Regions from separate parts of the Ovis aries genome. Here region 2 is linked to region 1. Evidence: chromatin contacts called from public Hi-C data. All regions are on one chromosome and are shown on one strand. Each heading gives the region's core, a stretch centred on a gene start, on an enhancer-like site or on the middle of the called end of the contact. The rest is flanking DNA. Distances are from core to core; before and after follow the strand shown.

What was found. Hi-C and Micro-C count contacts between places; a contact is called where the count stands out from the background.
Region 2: a Hi-C map of tail adipose tissue shows a contact between it and region 1, with 1.7 times the contacts expected there. The contact joins the enhancer-like site here to the promoter of LOC121818625 in region 1. A contact is called at or near these places in 3 of 16 Hi-C or Micro-C datasets (hypothalamus, mixed tissues and tail adipose tissue).

Annotation. Positions count from the first base shown.
Region 1 is chr2:55,242,610-55,248,319 of ARS-UI_Ramb_v3.0, reverse strand. LOC121818625 (spermatogenesis-associated protein 31D4-like) reads left to right here and starts at 3,323. Exons shown (of 6, transcript XM_060410898.1): 1 at 3,323-3,794. LOC101110740 (transducin-like enhancer protein 1) reads right to left here and starts at 3,367. Exons shown (of 17, transcript XM_060410904.1): 1 at 2,038-3,367. The coding sequence starts at 2,061.
Region 2 is chr2:55,306,091-55,311,800 of ARS-UI_Ramb_v3.0, reverse strand. It overlaps LOC101110740 (transducin-like enhancer protein 1), which reads right to left. Exons shown (of 17, transcript XM_060410904.1): 7 at 4,220-4,273; 8 at 3,573-3,725; 9 at 2,011-2,155; 10 at 764-954. Among named protein-coding and RNA genes, the nearest start is that of TRNAE-CUC, 61 kb to the left of the region's middle. Within about 2 kb of position 2,065, at least 14 of the 54 cell types and tissues checked have an H3K27ac peak or open chromatin away from gene starts, as enhancers often do. A contact at or near this core is called in hypothalamus and tail adipose tissue, where this site is marked.

The DNA of each region.
Region 1 (5,710 bases), core at 2,074-4,573:
TCAGAAGACTGAATTCTCCTCATGGTCATCTATTCACTCCTACTTGCTTCACTGCATCAAAGTTCGCTTCCCTGGACTTAACCAAAATCTGGCCTTTGTATAACCTTCAGTCTCAGGCATAGGCTGTGTCACCTCTGCCAACTCAGTCTCTTGGTTTGAAAACTGTACCTGTAAAGTTACTTCTACAATTGTTGGTCCCTTTTAATACCTTTATTTTTTAATTCACTGCCAAAATATGTCATATAGCTTCTGCAATTAAAGTGGGCTGACATCCTCCCTTCCTGGCAAACATGGTGTGGGCAGGGATGCTTCAAGCTCTAGAGATTATTATCTTCAAGTAGACAAAGGTCAATAATCAGAAAGCCTCTGACAAAAATAAGAAAGTTCACACCCAAGCAGCTGTGTGCTTTCTTGGGGGCATGATAAAAACAAAACCTGTCATTACAGTTATTTCTTAGCTCTAATCAACCATGATTTCATAGAAACAGGGGAAGAAACTAAAATTTCTAGCAAATTTACTATGGACAGAGTGCTTTACAAATAGCTTTCTTTTATAAATTTTCTGAAGCAGCTTTCATTAGATGAAGGGACTAAAGGTGAGATGACTACAAATGTGACTCCAATCCCTTGCCCTACCCAAACCAACCCAGAATGAAGCCAAAGCAGGTGAGCTGTCCCCTAAACTCATCCACAGCACCCCCACTAAGGATGGGCACAGCTAAAAGCATCTACCCTCCCATAATGGACTTTGCCTCAAAGAACCCATTCTAGTATGGCAAACAGCGATTTCAACACTGGCTTTGCCTCTCTGAACCTGCACTCCTGAGCTGGGGCATCGACTGAACCAAGCTCAGCCTGTTGCAAAATAAATAAATGAAGTGCAAATATTGACAGTTCTCATGCAACTCCTAAATACACGAAAAAAGGCTCCTTGGAACAGCAGCACACGGGCAAAGGGGAAACAATGGGAGGAGGAGGAGACAAGAGAAGAGGCGGCCCGGGAAGAGCAGGGGAAAGGGGTAACGTGAATGACAGGTCTTAACTGCGACTCCACGCGCCACCGCCTGGACGCAAGTACTAAGTACAGCTGCCGCCGCCACCAGGATGGGCGACCCCGGGGCACAGCGCCGCCCGGGCGACCACTCACCGGGCGCGTCCCGACACGCACCTGTGATACTGCGCCTGCAGGAACTGAAATTCCTCTTTAATCCGGTCCAGGGACTCCGGGATAGTGAACTTGAAGGGCTGGCCTGCAGCCTGGTGCGGCGTCTAAGGGCGACCAGCGAGGGGGACCGAGCGACCGGGATGCGGGCGGTTGGATAAAGCAGTCGGAGTATCAAAGAGTGGGTGGGACATAAACAAAAAATAAAGTTAGAAGTGGCGCCAAACGGAGTCCAGAACTCCAATTTGCGCTTCACTTGGGGAGAGGGAAGGTGGACCTTCCCAGGTCCGAAGCTCCTCAAATGACGCTCGCAGCCTCTTCCAGCCTCCAGGGCGGGACGCGGTAAGTGCGCCTGGGTCACCTGGTTGAAGGGACAAGAGTCCCCGGCGGCGGCCGTGGAGGACCTGGCCAGACTGTCGTCGACGACGCCGCCCCCTCCCTCACGGGGCGATAATGACCCCGGGGACCAGAGGAGGAAACTCCCTGATGTTCCCCGTTCCCAGAGTCGCCGGGGCCACCTCCAGGCGCGCCGGAACCGGGGCCTCATTGACATGTAAATAGGCGAGACGAGAAACAAAGCGGGGGGCGCACTACCCGCCTGGGGAAGGGAGAGGATGCGGCCGCGGGAGAAACCCCAGTCTCAAGCGCCCCGCCCGCCCAGTCTAGACGTCAAGGAGGAGGGAGCCTAGAGCAAAGGGGGTAGAATTGAGAGTTTCAGCCCCCTTCCCATACAGGAGGAGAGGGCCCGGGACCTCCCAAGTCTTGTACCCTTTGGCGGCCAGGGGGCTCGGTCAGATTGTAGCAGCCACCCCTCTCCTCACCGACTACCACTCCGCCACCTCCCTGCCCCCCACTCCGCCACCACCGCGTCTCACCGGGTGCCGGCTCTGCGGGAACATCGCTCTGGCGGCGGCCGCGGCTCTGTTCCCGGGCAACTCAATTCTCCGCTCAATTTCCAACTTTAATCCCGCCGAAGAAAATTAAGCCGGGAAGCCAGGCAGAAGCGGGCAGCGCGCTGGCCACGCACGCAGGCGCGCTCGGCGGGACGCACAGACCACTCTGCTCCCGCCCGTGCGGACTCCCGCGCTCAGGGCCACATCAGAGGGCAGCCCGGGCCCGGCCGCACCAAGAACCTGCGGGACGCCGCTGGTGCTCGCGAGGAGGGCGCGGGGGCTGCGCTTCCACCAGCGGGCCTCGGCGGCCCGGGCTGAGAGATGACGAGCGCGGTGACTCGGTGCTCCCCTCGGCGATCCGCGTGCGCCGCAGCGGTCCCGGGCAACAAATCCAGGGGAAGACTGCTCTCCTTTGCTCCTCTCCCGGTCCGCCTCTTCTTCGGGTATTCCCCGAGGCGCCCGCCGGCGAGGTGCAGGTGGCGCGGCGCCCGCGGCTAACCCCACACAAACAAACCTGTCTGTGTTCAGGGGTGACCCCCTCGGGCCCAGGCAGCGCTCACGACCGGGAGCTCGCGGGCTCCCGTGAGGCGGCGGGGTGCGAGGTCCCGGTAGCAGCGGAGGCTCCCCGCCCGGCGCTCCGCAGCCTTAACCCGAGCGGAGGAGCGCGGGATGACGACGAGGCGGGGAAAGTGCGGAGGGCGCGCCGGGAGGCGGCCTGGCACGCCCAGTGCAGCGGCTCTGGGTGTTCTCCGAGGTTGCACAAACCCTCCTGGGGCGACGGGTCTACTCCGCCGAGGGCAGTCCCGCAGCCGCCCGCTGCTCCTCCAGACCTGGGCGCATCCGGGCGCCGCGGCCCGCGCGCACTCGTCCTGCACCGCCAGCCAGACCTCTCCGGACCCTTTCTCAGAGCCTCTCCGTCGACCCCCTTTCTTTCCTTCTCTTCGTCTGCCTCTCCTCAAAGGGCGCTCCAGCCCGCTTCAAAGTTCTCTTACGACCCGGGGAAAGACATCCAAGAGACGGTGAGGAAAAGCCCAAGAGTGCGCTCCGCCGCTCGGCCTCCTTCCCGGGCCGGCAAACTCCGCGGGCAAGTCCGGAGTAGTCGCGGAGGCGGTTAAGTTGCCGAGGGCAGGCGGAGGTCCCGGTTGGTGGCGCGGTTCCCGCCCGGTCCTGCGAAGGCGGGAGTGGCGCAGTCGGCTGCCTCGGGGACGCAGGACACAGGGTACCCGCCGCCGCCGCCGCCGCCGCCGCCGCTGCTCCTGCAGCCGCCGCTCCAGCCGCTGCCGCCGCCCGCGCCTCTCGCGCCGGTTACATTAACACGCGGTTTCACACTCCGGAGCTAACCAGCGCCGGCCCCGCCCAGCACCGCGCGGGCGGGGGGCGCGAGAGCAGAGCCGGCGGGGGACGTGAGCCTGTCTGGTGGAGAGGGGAGGGGGGGAAGGCCCTCGTCAGCCAATCGCGTGCGGCGCGCCCAACGTGGGGTGCTGACGAGAAGCCTCCCCAGAGCCTATGGCAGCGCGGCACCGGACAGGCCGTCTTACCCGGTCCCCCTCTCCTCTCCCACCCTACTTGCTTCCATCTCCGCCGTCTCCCCCGTCTCCCCTCCCATCCACCCCCACCACTCCTCCGCCAGGCGCGTCCTCCCGGGCTCGGTGAGGAACTGTTCCTGGACGAGCCGCGGGATGCCGAAACCAGCCAATGGGAAGCAGCGAGACGCGGAGATTGGCACGGTGGATGAGAAGGTCGGTGGGAAGGAGAGCGGCGGGGCCGGGCTGTCAATCAAAGTAACGTGGGGCCGGCAAGGGAGCGCGCGGGAGCGCGCGAGCAGGAGGGACACACGAGCGTGCAGCCTTGGAAGCCGGGGGTTCGAGTTTGCAGAAATCCTGCCACTTGTTCACTTTTCCCTTTAATGAAAATCCTCAGATCTCAGTGAAAGTAACCGGGAGACTAACCGCGTAGTTTCTTAAGAGGGAGAGTGGGTGCTTTTTGGTAGTTCAAGCCAAAGGTGTCTTTTGGAGTCCCCTGTTCGATGCTACTCTTGAAAGTGAGGTCACATTCAAAATTTCGTTGAAGGTTGTTTTCCCTTGAGCTGTCTTTACGCGAATGCCCGAGGAGTGGACTGTGCACTTCGTGGAAACTGCATAAATAGGCAACTCATTGGCTGCGTAGATACACCAGCGGCTTAGTACTAGGCTTCTAATGCCCACGCCCCCTTTTGCACTCAAGGTGGTAGGAATTGGTTTTTATTGGAGTATTTCAAACCACTTTGCAAAAAGATCGACCCGAGTTGGCGGGAAGGATACCGGAGGAGCTGTCAGGGTAAGGCTGGCGCGTCTCGATCACGGATGAGATGTTTTGCCCGCCGCGCGAAATCTCGGGTCCTTCTCTTTTAAAGTCCCGATTTCGCTGTACTGGTTAGAAGAGGGCTACTGAGAGTTCCAGGGGCCTCTCAGGAACACGACCACGAGTCTGTTTCCAATTTCTAGAAACAAAGGGAGACAATAGGATAAACAGCATTGAGACCTGAAAAACCTGTCCTGCCCACCCCACCCCCACAGTTCGGGTGGTACCCCCCTTTTAGCTATGTAAGGAGCTAAATGGGAAGCTTTGTGGAAAAAACGTCAAAAAATTCTTATGAGCTGGAACTTGACTTGAAAAGGATTTTGATTTTAAATAAACGGAGCATACTGCGTAAATCTCCAGTTTTTGTCAGTTTTTCTAAAATACATCCCACAGAAAACCTTCAGTATTGCTGTTTTTATACATTAAAGAGCAGTTCAGTTGAGCTATTTCCACATGATTGGTAAGTGAATAATGCTGTTTCAGCCAAATAGGGTTGAATTCTTCCATGAGAAAGACACATCTTTGACAAGCATTCATCTAATGTTGGAATATACTTCAGTTTTTGGTGTTAATGGCCCCCATGTTCCCATTATTTTACTTTCAAGAGAATTATGGAAAGGCATTTATTTAAACAGAAATACAGTTTATTCGAAGATTTGCTTTCACAGAGATCTTTTCCTTGAAATATTAAAAGAATCATTTTAGATAATACATTTCACTGGTGGAGTTCTTAAATATGTATGATATTGATTCGTCTATAATTGGATCAATCCCAAATATCAATTATAAATGAAAAATTAAAGAAGCGATTTTAGCCAGTCTGTACAACACCATAGTAATTCTCAAACAAGTTCAGTATTGTGGTTCATTAAGTGGGGTTAAAGGAGTGGGTTCTATTATTCATTTCTGCTGACACTGGAAATGAATAGCAAGGAAGCACTGCCCCTTTTCTTGGTTATATTTAGTGATGAGAACAGTCTTGCTCCACATACAGGAGTTTTTGAATCATACAACCATGGGTTGGCAACCTGTTGTTCAGTCGTGTCCGAGTCTTTGCAACCCCACGAACTGCAGCACACCAGGATTCCCTGTCCTTCACTGTCTCCCAGAGTTTGCTCAAACTGATTTCCATTAAGTCATTCTTTCTGGAGCTGTTTTTCCACTCTTCCCCAGTAACATACTGGACACCTACTGACCTGGGGGGCTCATCTTCCAGTGTCATATCTTTTTGCTTTTTCATACAGTTTGTGAGGTTCTTGAGGCAAACATACTGAAGTGGTTTGCCATTCCCTTCTTCAGTGAACTACATTTTGTC
Region 2 (5,710 bases), core at 816-3,315, 65 kb before region 1:
AGGAGTGAAAAGGAAGGGAAAAATGATGCACTTTAATATCATCTCCAGTTATTGGAGGTAGTGAAGAAGGGAGAGGAGAGAAATGCACATCCCATATTTGAAACAGTCAACAGAAATGATTGGGGACTTTCATTTGCTATGAGTTATAATCTAGTCCCTTTTCCTGATGCAATCAAGGACCACACGGTCAACTTTCCCCTTTACTCGAAGTTCTATCTCTTCCTGGTCAAACATGAGGTCATTTACAGTGTGGGAGAAGGCAGACAAAGAGGAGACCCTGCCCCACAACTTCAGTCCCTCTGTGTTTCTCCCTGTTGAGCTGAGATAATTGCTTACACCGAAGTTACGCAATTGGTTTTAAAGAATAATATAAGCACAGAAAGAGAAAATAACAGCTTCTCAAATATTTTTTCCTAAGAATTAAAGAGGAGAAAAAAAAATTGTCAAGAAACGAATGAAAAGGCTTCTGTGAGCTACTTGAGTCATTTCATCGCCTTCCAGAGGAAAAAAAAAACCTACTTTGGTGGGAGAAAACCAGATGTCCCCTAAACCATGGAAGGAGCTCCTAAACACTGCCTTTTTTCATCCACAAAAACAGTAAAACAAAAAGTGTTTGGCCTTAACTTAATGAAGCGGCACGTTGATGAAGGTGGACAAGGAGCAGTGGAGACACTGGGTCTTTGTCTGAAGGTGTGGGGGCTGCCAGGCGCTGGCCCTCCGCAGGTCCCCACCCGCATCCATCCTCAGTCCCTGCCATCCTCACCATCGGGGAGCGCCCATAAGCCACCACGGCGGCAGCAGCCGCAGCTGCACTCATCTGCGGTGACATGTTGTGGAGACTGGCGTAGGCGGCGCTGGGGCTGGTCAGCTCACCATTCATGCCCGCGTGGGGCACCATCCCAAATGGTGCGGGGTATGGGCCAGGCACCGCCAGGGGCGTCCTCAGGCCAGCTGCTGCAAGGAAGCACAAGCCACAGTGACTCACCTGGCCACTCAGGTCAGCCTGATCATCAATTTCAGGGCCCTCTTTAGTGCCTCTTGTTATAGAGTAGGAGGGAAGGCTGGTGGTGTGGGGGGTGAGGGGTGGGGTGTGGGGGTCCGGGGGGGTGTTGTGGGGGGAGGGTATCACCTCCAATTCCTACACAGGGTCCCGGTCCCTTCTTCCCTACAGCTGAACTCCTCTCCAGGAAAGAATGGACTCCAAGGGGAGCACTGCCCACACATTTCCCCCTTGTACATCCACTTGACAACACTGGGAAACCAGGGGAATTAAGCAGCATTATTGTACCTAACTGGCAGAATGCACCACCTTCTGACTTAAACTCAGAAGGTTCTCCTGATAAAAATCCATGATTTCTCCTTCAGCTTGAACTTTCCATTTCTGGTACCAATTTCAAATAAAAACCTGATCCTGGATTTATGTAAACAAGAGCACAGGTTTAGGAGGAATATTCTGGGGCCTCTTTACCGCCTGGTCCAGGGTATTACATTTTCCCTCTCCCAGGGAGGAAGATACAGTGAAAAGTTATGAGTTTGCTCAGGGGCTAGAGTCTCAGTGAAACCCTCCCAATTTCTCCTGGAAGAGAAACCACTGATTCCTAAGGGATGTACCAGCAGAACACTGGCCAACTGAAGCACACAAGAAACACACTGGGGCCGGCCAGACCGGCTGTTTCAGTCAACATTAGCAATCTCAGACACACAATGATAGTTTGGTAAGGAGCTTACGTGCAGAATAATTATCAGAAACTTTATTGAAGTCCTTGGGATTTGGATTATTTGGAAATAAAAGAAAAGCCAAATGTAAACAGTCGGAGACTGAACAGGGTACAGCTGCTGAAACCCAAGGACAAACATCTGTTTCTTATCATAGCTTTTCAGAGATAAGAAGGAGGGAGGCAGGCAGAAAGCACCTCTCATATTCACGGGGAAATGCCCTATGAGATGAATAGACAAATCAAGTTGGGAAACAGAAAAACAAAACCCAGCCCACGAGGGGCAATGCCTTACCCGCTTGGTTGACGAGGGGGTCCATGGCTGGAGGCTTGCCGAGGCCTGGACGGAGTCCTGGAGTGGCGCTGGTGCCCGGCGTTGGCATGTCACTCCGAGGCGTCGGTGTGCTGGATTTCAGCACAGGCGTGCTGGCTTTTTCATGCTGGTATCATTAAACAAATTAAATGAGTATTATTTTTAATCCAAGCCATATTACACAATTTATCACAACAGCAGCTGGAACACTGGGCACCTTCTAGCTACTCCCTCGGCCAATTTTCATAAATCCACACAATGTTGACAGCATTAACTTGTGAGTGAGAAATGTTGACCTTTCCTCTTCCTGCCAGAATTAAAACTCTAGCTAGAGACACAGAACATGATCACACGCCTTCCTCCGTAGATTTTATTTTAAAAAGTATTTTTCCATCAGGCTTGTGGACTTTGGATCTAGTCCAAGTAAGAATGATGACCACACAGAGGAAAGTTCTTGGTCACTCAGAAACAAATGCCTCCATCACCGAGAATATCAGAGGGGGGAACCCCCTTACCAACCTTTCCACCCTTGCCTTTTAGTGGCAGTGGGATTGAGACTGACAGTGAGAGACAGCTGAGCCATCAACTTGATGAGAAGCAAACTAGCATTTCAGAGGCAAAAGCCCTAGAAGTAGCCCTATCATTTTAAGAGATGTAACTAAAGAAAATTACTCTTTGGCATTCAGCGGCAGCACCCATTTGCCTGCATAAACAGTGTGGACCCACTAGTGTAAGAGGCCTTCGGGAGTCAAGATGGTAACAGGGTCACAGGGCACCTTCTTCTGCATCTCAACCTTTCGTGTCCTTTAAGCCAGTCTGAGAAGTGCTCTGAGATAGCAAAGAACACAGGCTAGAGAGACCCCAGCTCTTTCTGGCCTGGGAGTCCATGTGCTGTGTAAACTTGGCAAGCTCCTCAAGCTTGTCAACTTGAGGCCTGCCTCCCCATCAGTAAAATGGGATAATGCCTTGAGGGACCACACAGGGATTAACTGCAGAGTTGCTATGGTGTAGTTACGGTGAGTGGAGAGATGAGACACTCCACAATGTCTGGTGAATGACTGAGAGCATGAATAGGCCTGGTACCACCCTCATCCCTCCTCCAGTTCCAGGTTACCTCTGGTGCCACCTTGAGTACATCACCATCTGCCTGGTAACCCAATCACAACATGACCCAACAGGACGGGTCAGTCTAAAACCAGGGGAAATGCACCGCTTAAGAAAGTGAAGGACTTCATACGACCTACGGTGTTCAAACCATTTGTCAAGTAAGACGTTTCAGAGAGTCTGTGCCACAGACACATCCCCCAAGAAAGCAGGCAGGCAGGGAAGCTTATCTTGCTCCAATTATGGCCCAGAAGAGACGACCCAGAGGGAAAAAGGAATCACCCAGGGACAGAGAGAAGAACCATGAGTTTCACTTTGAAACCCTTAAAAATCTATAACTCAGTCATTAAAAACCCCGTATTTCAAATATATTAGGGAACCTCTGGTTCCCCAAGAAAACCGAACTGTTAAATAGGCAAGTGACAGTTCTTATGACCTACCAAGCTCATTTCTTTGGATTTCAAAGAAGTGGAACTTCCCGAGGAGGCAGTGGACGCCGGGCTGCTGGAGGCGTCTTTCTTCAGCAGGCGGGTTTTGTCAATCCCATTTTCCCTGGGTGAATGGGCGGGGCTTGCACGGGGAGATGAGGGGTCCTCCAGAAGCACAAGCAAAGGTCTCATGATTTCACTCACAACAGATGGATCTTTCCCTTTACACACTCTGTTTCCATACCAGTTCTCCAAATTAAAGGAGAGTGCTCAAAGTCCTTGAGATTTGGGGGATTTGAGCACATGCACCTAATATTGTTGTTAAAACGAACAGGATGGTGTCTGCAAGCACACCGGTGGAAACACCATAAAGAAAAAAATCTAGAAACAATTGTGTCTCCCCTCATGCTCACATACTTTGCCCAGAGGGCACAGGACAGAAAGGAGCACCAGACACCAACTTAGGAATCCAAAATGGTTAGGGAGACAGATTATTTTTTTAAAGAAACAAGTTTGTGTTGTTTTCAGACCATTACTGCTTTATGAACACTCAGTAAATTCTTAATGTGTAAAGTTGCAAAAGACCAACATATGGTGGCTCCACATCCTTTCTCTCACAAGTTGCTCTAAAAATAAAGTTTGATGAAGAGAATGGTTACCTCATTAGAAACATCCACAACTAAGTTGTCATCGCTTTTGTCACCATCGCTATCCTAAAAAAAAAAAAAAAGAGAGAGAGATTTTAATGCCATTTACTAAAGGGATTGAGGCTCAATGAAATACCTATAGTTCTTGGTAGCAGACAGGCTAGAAAATGACCTGGGACATGCCTACGGGTTCCCTTACAGAATGCCAGCCCTGGTAATTAAGATCACCTTCTTCCCTTCTCATCTGACCCAGGGAGGTGCAGAGCCCCAGGCAGGAACTCTGTTGCAACAGCACACCAGCCATACAGTCACAGTGCGGATACAGGTGATGGCAACTTGTAAAACCCGGCACACAGTAAAGACTCAATAAATGTTTGCAACAGCTGAATCTCTTATAATCCGAAAACTACATGTCCTTCTTTAAGAGATCTTTCCCCAACGGATTTCAAACTAAGAACACAATTTCATACCATTGCTTTTACATGTATCACTTTGAAGGCTGTCAACAATTCTAGTGTTCATGGGCAATTCATAATTACAAAGACAAATTTGGACCTTGTTCCCATGGGGTTACTAATTACTGCAAAAAAAGTTATATAAAGCAAAAAAATAAATAAAGCAAAAAAAAAAAGTACAAACAACAAAGCTAAGTACTGGCTGAAATAACTACCAAGATCTAATCTAACTTCACGCTGGCTCTTTAGCAATCAACTTGGAATATTCTTGAGATGGAAGGAAGATAGGATGGCAGTATCTGGAGGGCACTGGCATCCTACAGTAGGGCTTTTAAAGGTCTTGACACGAAGCCATAAAATTGGCTCATCAGAGGAAACTCCATGGTTGTACTGAATTTGAAAAAGCTTCAGAAAAAAAAGCTGTTCAATTTAATAACGTGATCACCCCTACATCAAGTTCAGAGCAGGCTGAAGAAGCCCTGAACTACGGTTAAGAAGCTTTCCTAGCCAAAAGGCCTATGCTCTTTAGTGCAGAGTCATACAATGGACATACAAAAAAACAGGTTATCGCAAATGGGCCCAAATTCTCAAAAAGGAGGAGGCCCCGGGGTTTATGATCTACACAGTTCTTATACTGATGTCATTGTCAAATAAGAATACACTAATAATGTCTGAGAAATATCAGTATAAGTACAAACTCACTGACTTTCTGTGGACCCCAAGTCCAGCTAGAAAGATACCCCCAACTCTAAATTCATGTCTTAAATGTTTTATCTAGTCATACCTAAAGTGTTATATGAGGGAGACCCAATTGACTTTCTTTAGTAATGTGTGACTAGATATGCTTTAGTCATAGTTATAAAGGTCCCATGCAATTTACTAGCAATAACAAGAAATTACAGCCAATGAGGAAACCTGGGTAATTTCAAATAAGTCTGTGGAAGAAGTATTTTTTCATGCAATAAAAGAAAAACTTAATACTAAAAAACATTTGCTTTCTCTTAACAAAGCCCACAGAAAATCACAAACGTTTTCAGGTACTAAGAAA